Linked DNA regions of Triticum aestivum: region 2 is linked to region 1. Evidence: chromatin contacts called from public Hi-C data. All regions are on one chromosome and are shown on one strand. The core of a region is the stretch at or near the end of the contact, and the rest is flanking DNA. Distances in the headings are between cores, read along the strand shown.

Region 1 (7,410 bases), core at 2,302-4,801:
CCCCATCATATGCCAAACTGAATTTATTGATTGAAATTATAGCTGGATGGGAGCCTTATTATTCTAGCTGATAATATTATGGGTTCAACAAAGAGGAACACTGATGGTGAACAAATACTACACTATGGAGCCAGGTATTGTCTATTCTAAGCACATGTTTTCTGAAGCACGCATCTACGTATCATATATGGATGAAACTCTGAATTCCATGTTTATTGAAAGGTGTGGGAGATGCAAGCTGCAAAATGTTAAAATTGTGAACGAAGGGATCAGCTGGGATTCTCCCATTAATGTTTATTGGAAGCATCATGTTGAAAGATCAGAATCTTTAAAGATTATTCTTCATGGAAATGCAGAATTTGAGGCGAAAGACATTCTCTTGAAGGTGCGATAATTAAGAAGTGTGTGAATTTCATTTCCCTCCTTTTCCTTCTCATAATCTGATTTCCTTGTTCTACCAGGGTAACCATATGTTTGAAGTGCCAGATGGTCATAGAATGTGCATCATTCAGGACGAAGCAGGTTTGTTGGTTCATGTACCCTACTTTCTGGTTCAGAAAAGATTGTGTGCAAGCACATCCTCTCGTTTTCCCCCTTAGGTTCATAACACAACAAAATAGTACCTAAATTTATTGCTTATATCATTATCTTCTATTCCCGTTGCATTCAAATACCTCCGTGTTGAACTGCAAAAACGTCTTATATTTAGTCACAGAGGTACTGTAGTAGCTTATATCATGCATCTGACATTTCTCAATGTATTATCTTTGTCCATCAGGTTTTGTTGTTAAGTTAGATCCTATAAGCAAAGAAATGATGGACAGCGGAACGTGGTACTGGGAGTATACGGTAGATGGTGCCCATGTGAAGTTGAATATGGTAGACCTGTAAGGAGATAGTACCAACTGTAGATTCTTGATTCATTGATTCCGGCTAGGTGAATTATGCGAAGAGCACGCTTGACGAATAGTTTGGGTAGATGAAATCCAGCTTGTAGTTGCTGTTGTATAAGGTAAAAGAAGGGCCGTATAGACTGTTGTACAGTGGACTGCATATCAAAGCCTGCTCTTCAGCCCATTGTTCTCACATTTTAGGAGTGATGATGTACATACGAATATACTCAGTATTTCTGAATGTCAAGGAGAATACTCGTTCTCCCCAAGTCAAAAGACTCTGTTTATTTCCACTTGCACTCTGTAATCTCCTCACTTTCAATGAGTGATGCGCATACAAAAGACGTTTCTCAATGTTGAGAAGAATATTCATTCTCCCCAAGTTCTCAAAGAACTCTGCTTATTCCTACAATGGAGAAGAAATCATCTTTTTTTCGTGTCAAAACTGACATCATTATTTTGCATAGCCAAAGAGCCCAAGCCCAATGTATGGTCGCCGTCTGCACCCGGGTATGTGAAGTAGGTTTTTACTGATATCGTGCAACCAATTGACAAAAAATTAACAGACATTATGAGGTGGATATATATTTGAAGCCATGAAAATGGACCAGATAGCTCAAGGATTTGACACAAAATAAGAGATGTTTGATTGCCTCATCTAGACCAACAGAAGAAGAGCCCTGCGCATTTCAATTAAGAGGCACAACAGTGCTCCAACCACTCGGCTAGATGCCCTTCCACAGGCACAAGTCTTATTACTATCTTGCCAGTTGCGACGTGCAAGGTTGTCCCTTGTAAAGATGACCCCTTGGTATAAAAACCAGAGAAAGTCACAATATTTAGAGTGATCTTGAGCTTCCATAATTTTATTCCTACTTATAGGAACATCACAGTGACAAGAGGTAAAGAGCCGAACATAACAGAGTTAAGGAAGAACTTCTAATTCTGGTGTAAGCTCCACCTAAATTGATCCGGTTCTTGTATGCAATCCAGCCGACCAACAAAGCGTGCCAAGCAGCTAGGCGTGGACCCATTAAAAGTCTACGGAGAGGGAGAAGAGAAGGACCTGTTAATCAAGGGATGAAAAGTGCACATGTGAAGTTTGCACTGTGAGTGTAGTGTATAGAGTAGATGTTGCCCATGTGGAATTGAATAAGCCAGACCTATAAAGAAATACTTGATTCATTGGTTCCGGCCGCCCATGTGAAATCGAATATTGCAGACCTGCAAGGAGATGGTACCAACCGTATATTATTGACTAATTGATTCTGGCTAGGTAAATTATAACGTGAGCACGCTTGGCTAATTGTTTTGGTTGGATGAAATCCAGATTACAGTTGCTGTTGTAAAAAGATAGAAGGGCTGCATATCAAGGCCTGCTATTCAGCCTATTCTCCTCAGATTTTGTGAATGATGTAGTACATACTAAGATATTTTTCAATGTTGAGGAGAGTACTCGATTCTCCCCCAAGTTCTCAAAGAACTCTGTTTATTTCTACTCGCACTCTGTAATCTCGATCTTACAGAAATACAGAACAAATTAATATCCTAGAAGACGCGCAGAAATGATGGAACGAAAAAACACCCATCTAAATCCACATACACACACCTGTTTTGACACGAAATGAACAAGAATCGCAATGCATATACGGGGGATCAAATCGGTCAAGAAACCCTGCGGGTAGGCGACCTCTCCTGCAGGCTGTCGACCCGGCAGTACCGCAGCTGCAGCGACACCTGCCGCTCCATCTGGATGTGCTTGTAGAAGTTGGCGATGAACTGCTCCGCGCGCCGGTCGATGTCGTCGTCCCCGGCCGGCGACGACCCCCCGCTCGACGACGACGTCGCGCCCGACGACGCGGACCGCGAGTACTCCGACGCCGCCACCGCGCTGCTCGTCCGCGACACGCCGCCCGACCCGAGGCTCACCGTCCTGGACGGCCCGGTGGTGGACGCGGGGGAGCCGTCGTCGTCGTCCTCCGCGTCGAGCAGGCCCGGCCGCCTGGACCCGAAGCTGAGGCGGAGCGGCGCCGTCGCGCCGGGCGCGCTCCGGCGGCCGGCGATGGAGTTGATGATCCACCGCGTGGCGCTGAAGGAGAGCAGGAACCGCACCTTCTTCACCGCCGTCCGGAGCGTCCCCAGGAGCGACGCCGGCCGCGACGCCTTCTCGGACTCCATCGGATCGGTCGAGGACGGCGACGGCGACTTCTCTTTTTCCTTGGTGGCGAGGTTTTGGAGTCGTCGCAAGTGGCTAGCAAACAACGGGAGACAGATGATGAGACGGGATTAAAAGTGAGAGGGCGAGAGGTTCCTGTGGGCTGTATATATAGCTGGCGGACGTGGAAATGTCGCCCACGTACGTTGCTCAGTGCGGCAAGCTACTCGGAATTAAGATATTTCGAGGAATGCACGCACATACAGATACAGAGCATTTTTTTTTTTGCGAAATACGTACAGAGCATACCGTCTCTACATGCATACACGTGGATCGGTAGATGCATGCACTCCGGCCTTAATTAACGCTTATACTCCCTACAAGGTCGTATGACCGAGCAACATGTACGATTTTTTATTTTGTTTTTATTTTTGCATGGAGAGCAACATGTACTCCTACTACATGGCAATCATTGCTGACATCAAGAAGGAACGGCGGCAGTATTTTACGTGCACTACTGGTATTCTGGGCCTCTGGCGACGGGGTCCTGGTCCAAACGCGCTCGTGGGGCCCGTGAGCCAGTTGGCGCCTTGCTGTCGTGTCGCCCCCCGGCCATGCCGCCATGTTACAACGCAAGGTGGAATGGACCTCGCACGACGGGCGACAGAGGAGGCGTGCGCTGGAGGACGGGATCGGGTCAGGTCAAACATTGCCGCTCCGCTTCCGCGCCACCGCGCCACCTTGCCCGGCCCGTTGTCTCGACAGAAGATGCTTCGGCGGCAAGGCTGCGGAGCCGTGGTGTGGCGACGACGCGGTGGCTCGTGCGAGCCCGGAGTGACGACGACGGCCACTAGTCCACGTCAGTACAAAGGACAAACGCGTTTGGTTGATCTGTCGCTTATCGCGCCTCGTGTAAACCGGCTCCGACCTGTTTGCGCAAATAAGACGCCGTTAGCTGCAGCCGTACTATTTTAGCGCAAGCATATACTTTTTTTTTTGAACATCAGGACAAACACAAGCGCTCATATACACGCACATACACTCATCCCTATAAACGCACACACGCATATCCTACCCCTATGAGCATCTTTGAAAGACTGAGCCGGCATATCATCTTGAACTTTACGAAATCACCGTAGGCATCTCGTCGTCGACGGGAACGTCTCCTCCCACTGAATACGCATCGCCGAAAATCCTAAAATAAATCCAGAATAAATGCAAGGGGGGAAAGTGCGTCAATTCAATTGTCCAACTATAAGCGTACCGCGAGACAGATTGAACGAGTTTTCCATATTTATTTTCAGTCAACATGCAGCGGAGCACAGCACCCAGTTCCATTGCTCGAATGAAATCTATACTCATAGGATATATAGAGATAAACACACTACTAGTCACACGACTTATGTGAGACATACATTTTAATCGCACAATGCTCAGATCGTTTTAAGGTGCTCAAATAACTAGAGTTTATATTTACGGATTTGCTCATTCTCATGTGACTAGAATTAGTTAAATCTCAGTATTTTTTTTAAAGAAAAGTATACTTTTCGTCCCTCAACTTTTGGTGAAGTCTAAATTCGGTCTCTCAACTCCGAAACCGGACAACTTGCACCCCCAACTAACGAAACCGGACAAGGTTTGTCCCTGGTCTCGATTTTGACCGGTTTTGGTGCTGACTGACCCCGGTTTTGACCGGTGCCGACTAAAATTCGCGTAATTTTTTCATATCCGTGAACTTTTTAAAATTCACATACTCTTTTCAAATCCACATAGTTTTTCAAGGTCATGCAATTTTTTCAAAAATAAACATACCTTTTTCAAATCTGTGAACTATTTTGAAATTTGTGTACTTTTCCAAATCCATGATTTTTTTAATTTGCGTAATTTTCTCAAATCAGTGTATTTTTTCAACTTCGTGTAATTTTATCGAATCCAAGTATTTTTTTTTCAAATCCATCTGTTTTTAAAATTCGCGTACTTGTTTCAAATCCGCATACTTTTTAAAGTTCGTGTATTTTTTTTCAACCTTTCCAATCCATGAACTTTGTTTGAAATTCACATACTTGTTTCAAGTTGACATAAATTTTCAAATCCACACATTTTTTTCTAATTCGCGAAGATATTCAAATCCGCATACGTTTTCAATTTCACATAAAATTTTCAAACCCAAAAAATATACGTGAATAGGAATAAGTATGTCAATTTTTAAAAATTACATGAGTTTAAAAAAAACCACAGGAACTTTAAAGAAGTACGTGGATTTAAAAAAAAGTACGTGAACTTGGAAAAAGTACGCAGATTTGGAAAAGTACACAAATTTTTAAAAAGTTCACGTATTTGAAAAAAATACCCGAATTTGAAAACATTAAACGGACTTGGAAAAGGTATGCGAATTTGAGTCGGCACGGTCAAAACCAGGTTGGGACAGCACCAAAACCGGTCAAAACCGTGACGAGGGATGAATCTTGGCCGGTTTCAGTAGTTAAGGGCGCAAATTGTCCGGTTTTGAAGTTGAGGGACCAAATCTAGACTTCGCCAAGAATTAAGGGATGAAAAGTATACTTTTCTCTTTTTTTTTTACAGTACCTCAATTAACTACAGCCTGTAGCTCGCGATTATAACGCCACAATTAGCGTTTTTGCATCATTCCGGTTTGCTGACCAGGGACAGATTTTCATGTAAGCTCTTTTTGTCTTGGGCCGTCTGGCCTTTGTCACACAACGATCCATTTCTAATTCTTTTTCGTCAGGATGTGCCAGTTTAGAGCAAAAAGTTGACGAGCGCTCCTTCGGGAGCCTCTCGACGATTACTTGGGGATGAACTGGTGCACTCTCGGCCGCTGCCACATGTCACACTTTGGGCGCTTCTTTCGGATTTTATTAATTTTTTCACATGCATTTTCAGCTTTTTATACCAGTTTTTACTTTTTTTTTGGTTTTCACCGATTTTTCTTAGCTTTTGGATGAAAAAAAATTGTGCGAAAAAGCATGTTTTTTTTGTTTCCGCAAGAGGCAAGATTTTGCTTTTGCGAGAGGCATGGGAGTGTCTCTCGGGAACGAAAAAAACAATGTGTTTTCTTTTATTTTTCCTTCCACGAGAGGCACGGTCATGCCTCTCGAAAACGGAAAAAACACGTTTTTTTATTTTTCTTTCGCGAGAGGCAACGAAAAAAATGTGTTTCTTTTCCACGGGAGGCACAGTCGTGCCTCTTGAAAAAAAAACGTGTTTTCTTTTTTTCTTTCTTTCGCGAGAGGCACAGTTTTGCTTCCAGAAAGACACGGATTTGCTTTCACGGGAGGCACAACCGTGCCTCTGGAAACCGAAAAAAACGCGTTTTTTTTTGTTTCCTTCCGCGAGAGGTATGGTTTAGTTCTCATGGAGGCATGGATTTACTTCTGTGAGAGGCACAGTCGTGCCTTTTTTCGAAAAGAAAGAAAACGTGCTCCTGCTTCGGTTTTCTTCGTCTGTTTTTTTGGATAAAAAAGTTCATCAAAACCTATTGACATGGGATCTAATTTTTAAGATCTCGACGTGAGGAGTCCAATGATGAAAACGTTTCGAGATTTGGATACGATTTAAGAGATACAATGTTTTAAATAAACGGATCTACGAAAAAAGAAAATATGTCACTTGTCGCAATCTGGAAAGGTCAAAGTGATCTTTGAAGGAGTACTCTCGGTTCTGCGATCTCGATTTTGTTGTGTCTCGCATTAAGCGAGTTGGAAAGAACCTCTTGCTGAAGAATTCTCGCGTAGCAATTGGGCCGGTCCACTTAATACATGAAATAGTGGGAAAAGGGGTTTGAACCTCAGTGTGCCAGATAGTTTATAGCGACACTAGCCACGAACACTCGGTTGAGTTCAGGATGAACTTTAAAGGCACGACCTACTTAAGGTAAAAGAGCCAAATTTATCCACCGTTTTTTCTGTCTTATTCAGATTCGTTCGGGGTTTTCTCTTCTTTTTTCTTTTTTCTCCGTTTCTTTCATTCTTTTTTGCATTTCTTTCGTCAGTTTTCTTTTTATTTTTTCTTTGGTTTATTTTGTTTATTTTTCCTTTTTCCAATTCTTTGGTTTTCTTTGTCTCTTTTGGTTTTCATTCTACATTTTTTGCATATGTCAACAACATTTTTCTAATGCATGTTCAATATATTTTCAATACAAATTTAACATTTTTCTAAAACATGGTCAACACTTTTTCTATACATATTTTTTATTTTTTAAATGCTTGATTAACATTTTCCAGATACAAGATTTACTTTTGCTAGTCCATGGTCAACATTTTTTCTATGCATGTTAAACATTTTTTAAATGGTCGGCATTTTTTTAAACACATGGTCGGCATTTTTTCTATACACATCAAC
Region 2 (7,410 bases), core at 3,460-5,959, 95 kb after region 1:
CCGTGGTGTGATGTCACGCTACGGAATACGTTAGCGGATTAGATTTGTGTAAATATTATTCTCTCTATGGCAATATGTGGAAACTTATTTTGCAGAGCCGGACACTACCTTTGTGTTCAAAATCTTCTATGAAGTACTTGGAGGAGGAACCCGCCTTGCAATGTCGAAGACAATCCGCGCGCCGGACTTGTCGTCATTGAAGCCTGGTTTAGGGGCTACTGAGGGAGTCCTGGATTAGGGGGTGTCCGGATAGCCGGACTATACCTCCGGCCGGACTCCTGGACTATGAAGATACAAGATTGAAGACTTCGTCCCGTGTCCGGAAGGGACTTTCCTTGGCGTGGAAGGCAAGCTTGGCGATACGGATATGTAGACCTCCTACCATTGTAACCGACTCTGTGTAACCCTAGCCCTCTCCGGTGTCTATATAAACCGGAGGGTTTTAGTCCGTAGGACGAAGAACAATCATACCATAGTCTAGCTTCTAGGGTTTAGCCTCCTTGATCTCGTGGTAGATCTACTCTTGTACTACCCATATCATCAATATTAATCAAGCAGGAGTAGGGTTTTACCTCTATCGAGAGGGCCCGAACCTGGGTAAAACTTCGTGTCCCTTGCCTCCTGTTACCATCCGGCCTAGACGCACAGTTCGGGACCCCCTACCCGAGATCCGCTGGTTTTGACACCGACACTGTTCGGGACACCGACACTGTTAGGATCCCGTCTCCTGTTACCATCCGCCTAGACGCACAGTTCGGGACCCCCTACCTGAGATCCGCCGGTTTTGACACCGACAGGGAGCCTTTTACCCACGTACATGCCATGATCGGGGGCACTAAAGCTAGCTATTGGTTTCGGTCCTTGGTCCCTTTAGCGCCACCTATATAAAGAGCATGTCGTACCCCTTTGGGAGACACACATGTGTATGGGTTATACCCAGAACTACAAACCACCAATCCTAAAAAAAAGGTGCTTAAGGTGATCAGAAGACCGACTACCACCGTCGGCCACCGCAAGGTCAGTATGTCGCCGTCCTGCTTCCCTTCTTCCCAGCCATGTCCTCACTACCGAAGATCCCAAGGAGCAAGCATGGGCTGCTGCTAATGGACCCAACCGATTCTGGTTAGTAATCTTTCACATATGTTTAGGTGTTCTAATCATGAGATTAAGATATACGGAAATAATTTGCTACCCATGGTGGTAGCTACACATGCCCTCAATATTTATCTAATGTTTTAATGTTAATCCTAAATGAATTATGCTACCAGTATTGTCATATCATAAAACTAGCACATGTTCCCCATGTACCACTTATGCGGTGAGCTATGGTGTTCGATTCGCTTTGGCCTATCCAGGAGGTTAGCCCTCTAGTCCTTCGACGGCGGAAAAGAAGTTTGTTCATTTCATGTGGTATCAGGCAACCGACAGAAATTTGTCCACAATTGAGGGATGGTGGACATGTCCCCCGACACCTAGCATGCCCGATCAGCGTTATGTTGCACCCCGCCATGTAGATTACTACTACTCCCTCAATTCCAATGAATAAGGTGGGCTCGTATCCTGAAATTCAACTTTGTGCATAAATTAGACCAATCAAACATAGATTATGGCCTGTTTGTTTGGGCTTTTTCTTGACTTTTCCACTTCAGCTTAAAAGCCAAAAAAACTCCTATTTAGAGGCTTTTGGCTTTGACTATTAGCTTATACCATCATATAACAATATTGAGTCATAAGTCAAAAGCTGAAGCCAAAAGCGCCTATTTAGGAGTTTTTTGGCTTTCAAGTCGAAGTGGAAAAGTCAGGAAAAAGCCCAAACAAACGGGCCTATATGTAAATATATACCGTTGAATTCATTTTGAGAATAAGTTTTCGATGATGTAATTTTGAAGTCACAAATATATTATATTGATCTAATTTATGATCAAAGTTGGACTTTGGAAACGTGCATGTTTTATTCATTGGAATGGAGGGAGTACATGATGTGTAACATACAAAGAAGAAAGAATGAAACTGGCTACTCTGCTCTCTGGACATTCGCCATAACGTGCACTCATGCGCTCCATGAGTTAGAAGTAATAGCCTTGCAGGGAGCTACTGTTGTATAGTTCAAGTGGTAGCTAGAAAACTGTTGACGCTGTGCAACTTGTGTTGCACACCAAAAGGTGGCCTCCACTTCGTGGAGCTTCGGTTTTCGTTTCTGTTCTTTTGATTGCTAGTATATGGTCCACTATGGAGCTTCGGGATCTGGACTGCTGAACGAAAGAATATCACTGCTAACCCGGCTACTAGTGTTCAGATGCACTGTACGACTGGCAACTCCCCATGATCCAAGGTTCCAAACGGCGCCATCATGATCAAAGCTAGTCTGATTCTGATTGGGGAACACAGATTTGGAGTATATTCCAGTTATATTTGTTGAAATATATTGTCCACCTCCCTTCATCAGTTCGGACTTTTGAATGAGTTGAATGATGCATGAATTAACATGGTATCCAAGCTAAAAGGTCTTGAGTTCAAAGATCCTGCCAACGTAGTATTAAATAAAATGATTTTACGGCCTACATCAATCCCATATTTATGTACTAAAATAGCCTAGATGTAGGATTAAAATATATTATTCACCTTTCTTCATTAGTTCGGATTTTTGAAAGAATTGACTGATGCATGAATTCAACAATATCTAACCACTACTGCTCCACAATCAAATCATTCCCAGGAATCCATACCGTTTAGAAAAATTAGATACTTGATGACAACTCTGGACGCCGAAGCGTACCAGTGATTGCCAGGTAAACTTCGGCACAACTGCTCCGCGGATGCTGAGAAAATCGACGGTGCGTGCTCCTCGACCTCGAGTCTCAGTCAAGGTCAGCAAAACCCGGTCTACGAATTGCGCTCCTTCGTAAACATCTTCCCGTCCCCTACCATTTAATTTCCCTTTTCTGGCGTTCTAGTCGGTCTCAAGTCTCAACTGGTCGCACCTTATCACCAACCATCTCATGCTGGGGTTGACGGGAGAAATGGACATATTTGGGTCTATATTTTTTTGCTTTTGAGATTCTCCTCGACCGAGTGCGCGAGTAGTTGACGAAGCAGGGCACACAGACAGACAGAGACAATCCCAAGTCTTGAAACGAAACGACTCACTTATATTGTTTTCTTGGGAAGAAATCAAGACATGTCACATCTGGAGGAAGAAGAGAAGGAGAAGGAGATATAAATAAGGGATGAAAAATGCACCACGCAACACGCCACGTCCTATGGGCCGTTCGTGCCTGCCCGGGTTGACCCGGAGGCTCCCCCTCGTTCGCTGCTTCATGCGCATCACCAACCCGGCAACCCGTACACCATAATCGTACTACCACCCACTTGATTAGTTAACTGTTGCCAGTAACTAAACAGTACGCAAATGTACTACAAACAAATCGTGGGTATGGTGAGGACATGAAGGGCCGTCACGAAGAGGTAAGAGCAACTCCAACGCAAAGACCTAAACGGACACAGATTTTGTTTTCTTTTTGTTCATTTGGGTCATTTGTCCGTCTAGTGAACATAGGATGGACAAGGGCGGACTGTGGATGTATCCAACGCACAGCCCTCGAACAGACAGAATTGACCGTTATGGACAGAGTTGAATGCAGCAGCCAATGCCTGGGAGTCAGCAGCGAAGCTCGTCGACGGCACCCCCACCCTGGCGAACCCCAGGTTGGAGCGGAACTCGTCGAAATCAGCCTTCTTATCAGCGAAGCTCAAACCGAAAACCCTCTCTAAGGTGGAGCCTAGTTGCAGTTGTCATTCAAAGAATAAATGGGAATCCAAATCCACTTTTAGAGATATAGATGAAGTCTCGCCGGCTGTGGCTGCCTTTTCCCGGCGTCGAGGAGTTGCAGCGTGGCCTGTTTGCTCCGGCCTCGCTTGGGCTTGTTGTGCTCGTTGCCGAAGCATCTCGAGAATGACCTGAGGGGCTTGTGGAGGAAGTTGGTGAGGACGACGTGGAGGTGGAGGAGGCAGTCAGGCCGGCGCTGCTGCTGCTTGGATTCGGATTCGGGGAGGTCGAGGTGGTCGAGCATGGCGGTAGGCGAGCTCCTGCTTGATGCCCTGGAGGCGTCCATGGCGACGGCGTGGCGAGAGGATGCTGAGGACGACAGGGGCCGGTGGAACGCGAAGACCGGTGAGGGGCGGCGGATCCGCGCGGGACCGGATGGATCTGGACGGCCGGCGCCGAATCCGGGCAACGACGGACGGGGTTGGTGCGGCGGCGCAGGAGCTCGGGACGAGCGGGCGGCGGCGCGAGAGCTGGGATGAGCGGGGACGGCGCTATGCTCCGATCGGAGGCTGAATCGCTAGTGCGGGTTGTTGATGTGTGGGACCAGGCCGGACACGAGAGGACACGAGCAAGCGACGAGAGTGTCCACTTTTGTCCGCGAGGACCCATTTATGGCTCAAATTTGGGTTTAGTTTAGGTCCGAATGGACAACAAACGAACAACCGACGGACGCTTTTCTGTATGGATGACCCAAACGGAGAACATGGATCTCTTCGTTGGAGTTGCTCTAAAAAATATTTTAAAAAATCGCTGGTCTGTGAATGACGTGTGGGGTCGGGGGCCACGTGCAATTGACCAGCAATTGACACGTCGGACAGATATTCTTGATCTGATTGAACGTTTTCAACTGGATGATCGATCCTATTAAACGCGAGCGCGCGCGCTGCCTCGCTGGTTGCCAAGCAGCGGGCCACCAGACTCGCGTCTCCTATCCCCCGGCACCGGCACCGCACAAAGCGCGCGCGGTCGAGAGAGATGGCGTACGCGGCGGGCTCGCCGGCGGTGCCGGACTGGCTGAACAAGGGCGACAACGCGTGGCAGCTGACGGCGGCGACGATGGTGGGCATCCAGTCCATGCCGGGCCTGGTCGTCCTCTACGGCAGCATCGTGAAGAAGAAGTGGGCCGTCAACTCGGCCTTCATGGCGCTCTACGCCTACGCCTCCTCGCTGCTGGTGTGGGTGCTGGTGGGGTTCCGCATGGCGTTCGGCGAGCGGCTGCTGCCCTTCTGGGGCAAGGCCGGCGTGGCGCTGTCGCAGGACTACCTCGTCGGCCGCGCCAAGCTGTCGGCGACGGAGCGCGGGAGCACGCCGCTGGTGGAGCCCTTCTACCCGGAGGCGACGCTGGTGCTGTTCCAGTTCGAGTTCGCGGCCATCACGCTCATCCTGCTGGCGGGCTCCGTGCTGGGCCGCATGAACATCAAGGCCTGGATGGCCTTCACGCCGCTCTGGCTCATGCTCTCCTACACCGTCGGCGCCTTCAGCCTCTGGGGCGGCGGCTTCCTCTACCACTGGGGCGTCATCGACTACTCCGGCGGCTACGTCATCCACCTCTCCTCCGGCATCGCCGGCTTCACCGCCGCCTACTGGGTACGTGCGCAGCTTCCTTCCTTACCTCCCCTCCATGTCAGTTCGGTGGCCGGTGCTCCGGCGGCGTCTCGATCGGGTTCGGCTAACGTGTTAGGTGGTAGCAGCCAGTCGTTGCTAGCCAAGTAGTTTGACCCAGCACAGCGATGTGGACTCCTCGTTGGGATGCCATTGCCGTTGCCATGCCACCGCGGGAATACACATGACAGCACAGAGTAAAAGTACAGCTACAGTTCTACCGATGCCTGGACCGGAAATTTTCTGGGGTAGATACATGTTCTTCAAAGTAACGTTGGAAGATTTCTAAAAATAAGCCGTGTCGGAAGAAATTAGCGCGAGTCGTTGTAGACTTTCTTTGCTTTCTTTGGGCGGTCACATGATACGAGCACAAGTATTTCGGTGATAGCTGCAGGCACCCGGAAAAGGGGTCCAAGAAAACCGCTTTGCCTCATGGAACGTGTGAACCGGTTGGACCGCGTCGTTGGCTTCGGCTGGCCTCTGCCCGTGGGCGCTCGCGCGGCGTCGTTGATGGCAACTTGAACTAGTACTGGACGGAACGCCCAATTTTTTAATCTCTGGCGGGTCACGGTTACACCGGCTGCAAATATCCAGCGTCGCTGTCTCTCGCGTTATCCAACTTGTTGGTGTGGCACCCGCGTTGTGTACTTGTGTTCATCGACTATTGTACAAATTCACAATTGGTTCTTCTTCCTTCACGAAGAACTCACAATTAAGTCGCTCCTGAAAAACTACGGAGTATGGTGAACTAGCTAAGTTTGTTTCTGGATTTTTTTTAGTAAGATTCGGTCGAACAATCCCGTTATGTCAAACTGTGAGTCGATTTCATTTCGCACCATGTTGTGGCTGGCAGGTGGGACCGAGGCTGAAGAGCGACCGGGAGCGGTTCTCCCCGAACAACATCCTGCTCATGATCGCCGGCGGCGGGCTGCTGTGGATGGGGTGGGCCGGGTTCAACGGCGGCGCGCCCTACGCCGCCAACATCACGGCGTCCATCGCCGTGCTCAACACCAACGTCAGCGCGGCGACGAGCCTCCTCACCTGGACCTGCCTCGACGTCATCTTCTTCGGCAAGCCGTCCGTCATCGGCGCCGTCCAGGGCATGATGACCGGCCTCGTCTGCATCACCCCCGGCGCAGGTACCAAACATCTCATTGCACGCAGCACGTACGGATCACAGGAGTAGGCGGAGTTTTCGTCGCTCAATCAATGTGTTGTCGTGGAGTACTACTAGCACAAAAAAGTCAAATAGACAGCTCGTAGAGTACGCTAACAAGTCCACACCAACGTAACAACAGTAGTTCATTGTGTTTTGACATGAAATTTCTTCATTAATCTACGTACAGGGCTGGTGCAGACGTGGGCGGCCGTGGTGATGGGCATCTTCGCGGGCAGCGTGCCGTGGTTCACCATGATGATCCTGCACAAGAAGTCGGCGCTGCTGATGAAGGTGGACGACACGCTGGCCGTCTTCCACACGCACGCCGTGGCGGGGCTCCTCGGCGGGGTCCTCACGGGGCTCCTGGCCACGCCGGAGCTGATGATGATGGAGTCGTCGGTGCCGGGGCCCAAGGGCGCCTTCTACGGCGGCGGCATCAAGCAGGTGGGCAAGCAGCTGGCCGGCGCGGCGTTCGTGATCGTGTGGAACCTCGTGGTCACCACGCTCATCCTGCTCGGCATCGGGCTGTTCGTGCCGCTGCGGATGCCCGACGACCAGCTCATGATCGGCGACGACGCCGCGCACGGGGAGGAGGCCTACGCGCTGTGGGGCGACGGCGAGAAGTTCGACGCCACGCGGCACGACGTGTCCAGGGGCGCCGGCGGCGAGAGGGAGATGGGCACCGCGGAGCAGCGGCTCGCCGGCATGGGAGCCAGGGGCGTCACCATCCAGTTGTAGGAGGGTATCCAACGAGGAAGGCTCTGTACTGTTAATTCTTCTCGTAGGACTGTAGGAATAGTTATGCTTTTAACTGCAGAGTGTG

What was found. Hi-C and Micro-C count contacts between places; a contact is called where the count stands out from the background.
Region 2: a Hi-C map of leaf shows a contact between it and region 1, with 3 times the contacts expected there. The contact joins the promoter of LOC123059754 here to the enhancer-like site in region 1. A contact is called at or near these places in 3 of 5 Hi-C or Micro-C datasets (all in leaf).

The regions. Positions count from the first base shown.
Region 1 is chr1A:491,866,125-491,873,534 of IWGSC CS RefSeq v2.1, forward strand. It overlaps LOC123059747 (UTP--glucose-1-phosphate uridylyltransferase 3, chloroplastic), which reads left to right. Exons shown (of 17, transcript XM_044482235.1): 14 at 43-134; 15 at 223-385; 16 at 462-522; 17 at 779-1,184. The coding sequence ends at 891. Among protein-coding and RNA genes, the nearest start is that of LOC123059747, 9.7 kb to the left of the region's middle. Within about 2 kb of position 3,552, at least 7 of the 8 cell types and tissues checked have an H3K27ac peak or open chromatin away from gene starts, as enhancers often do. A contact at or near this core is called in leaf, where this site is marked.
Region 2 is chr1A:491,960,149-491,967,558 of IWGSC CS RefSeq v2.1, forward strand. It overlaps LOC123059754 (ammonium transporter 2 member 1), which reads left to right and starts at 4,710. Exons shown (of 3, transcript XM_044482246.1): 1 at 4,710-5,413; 2 at 6,282-6,567; 3 at 6,775-7,410. The coding sequence starts at 4,802. The coding sequence ends at 7,325.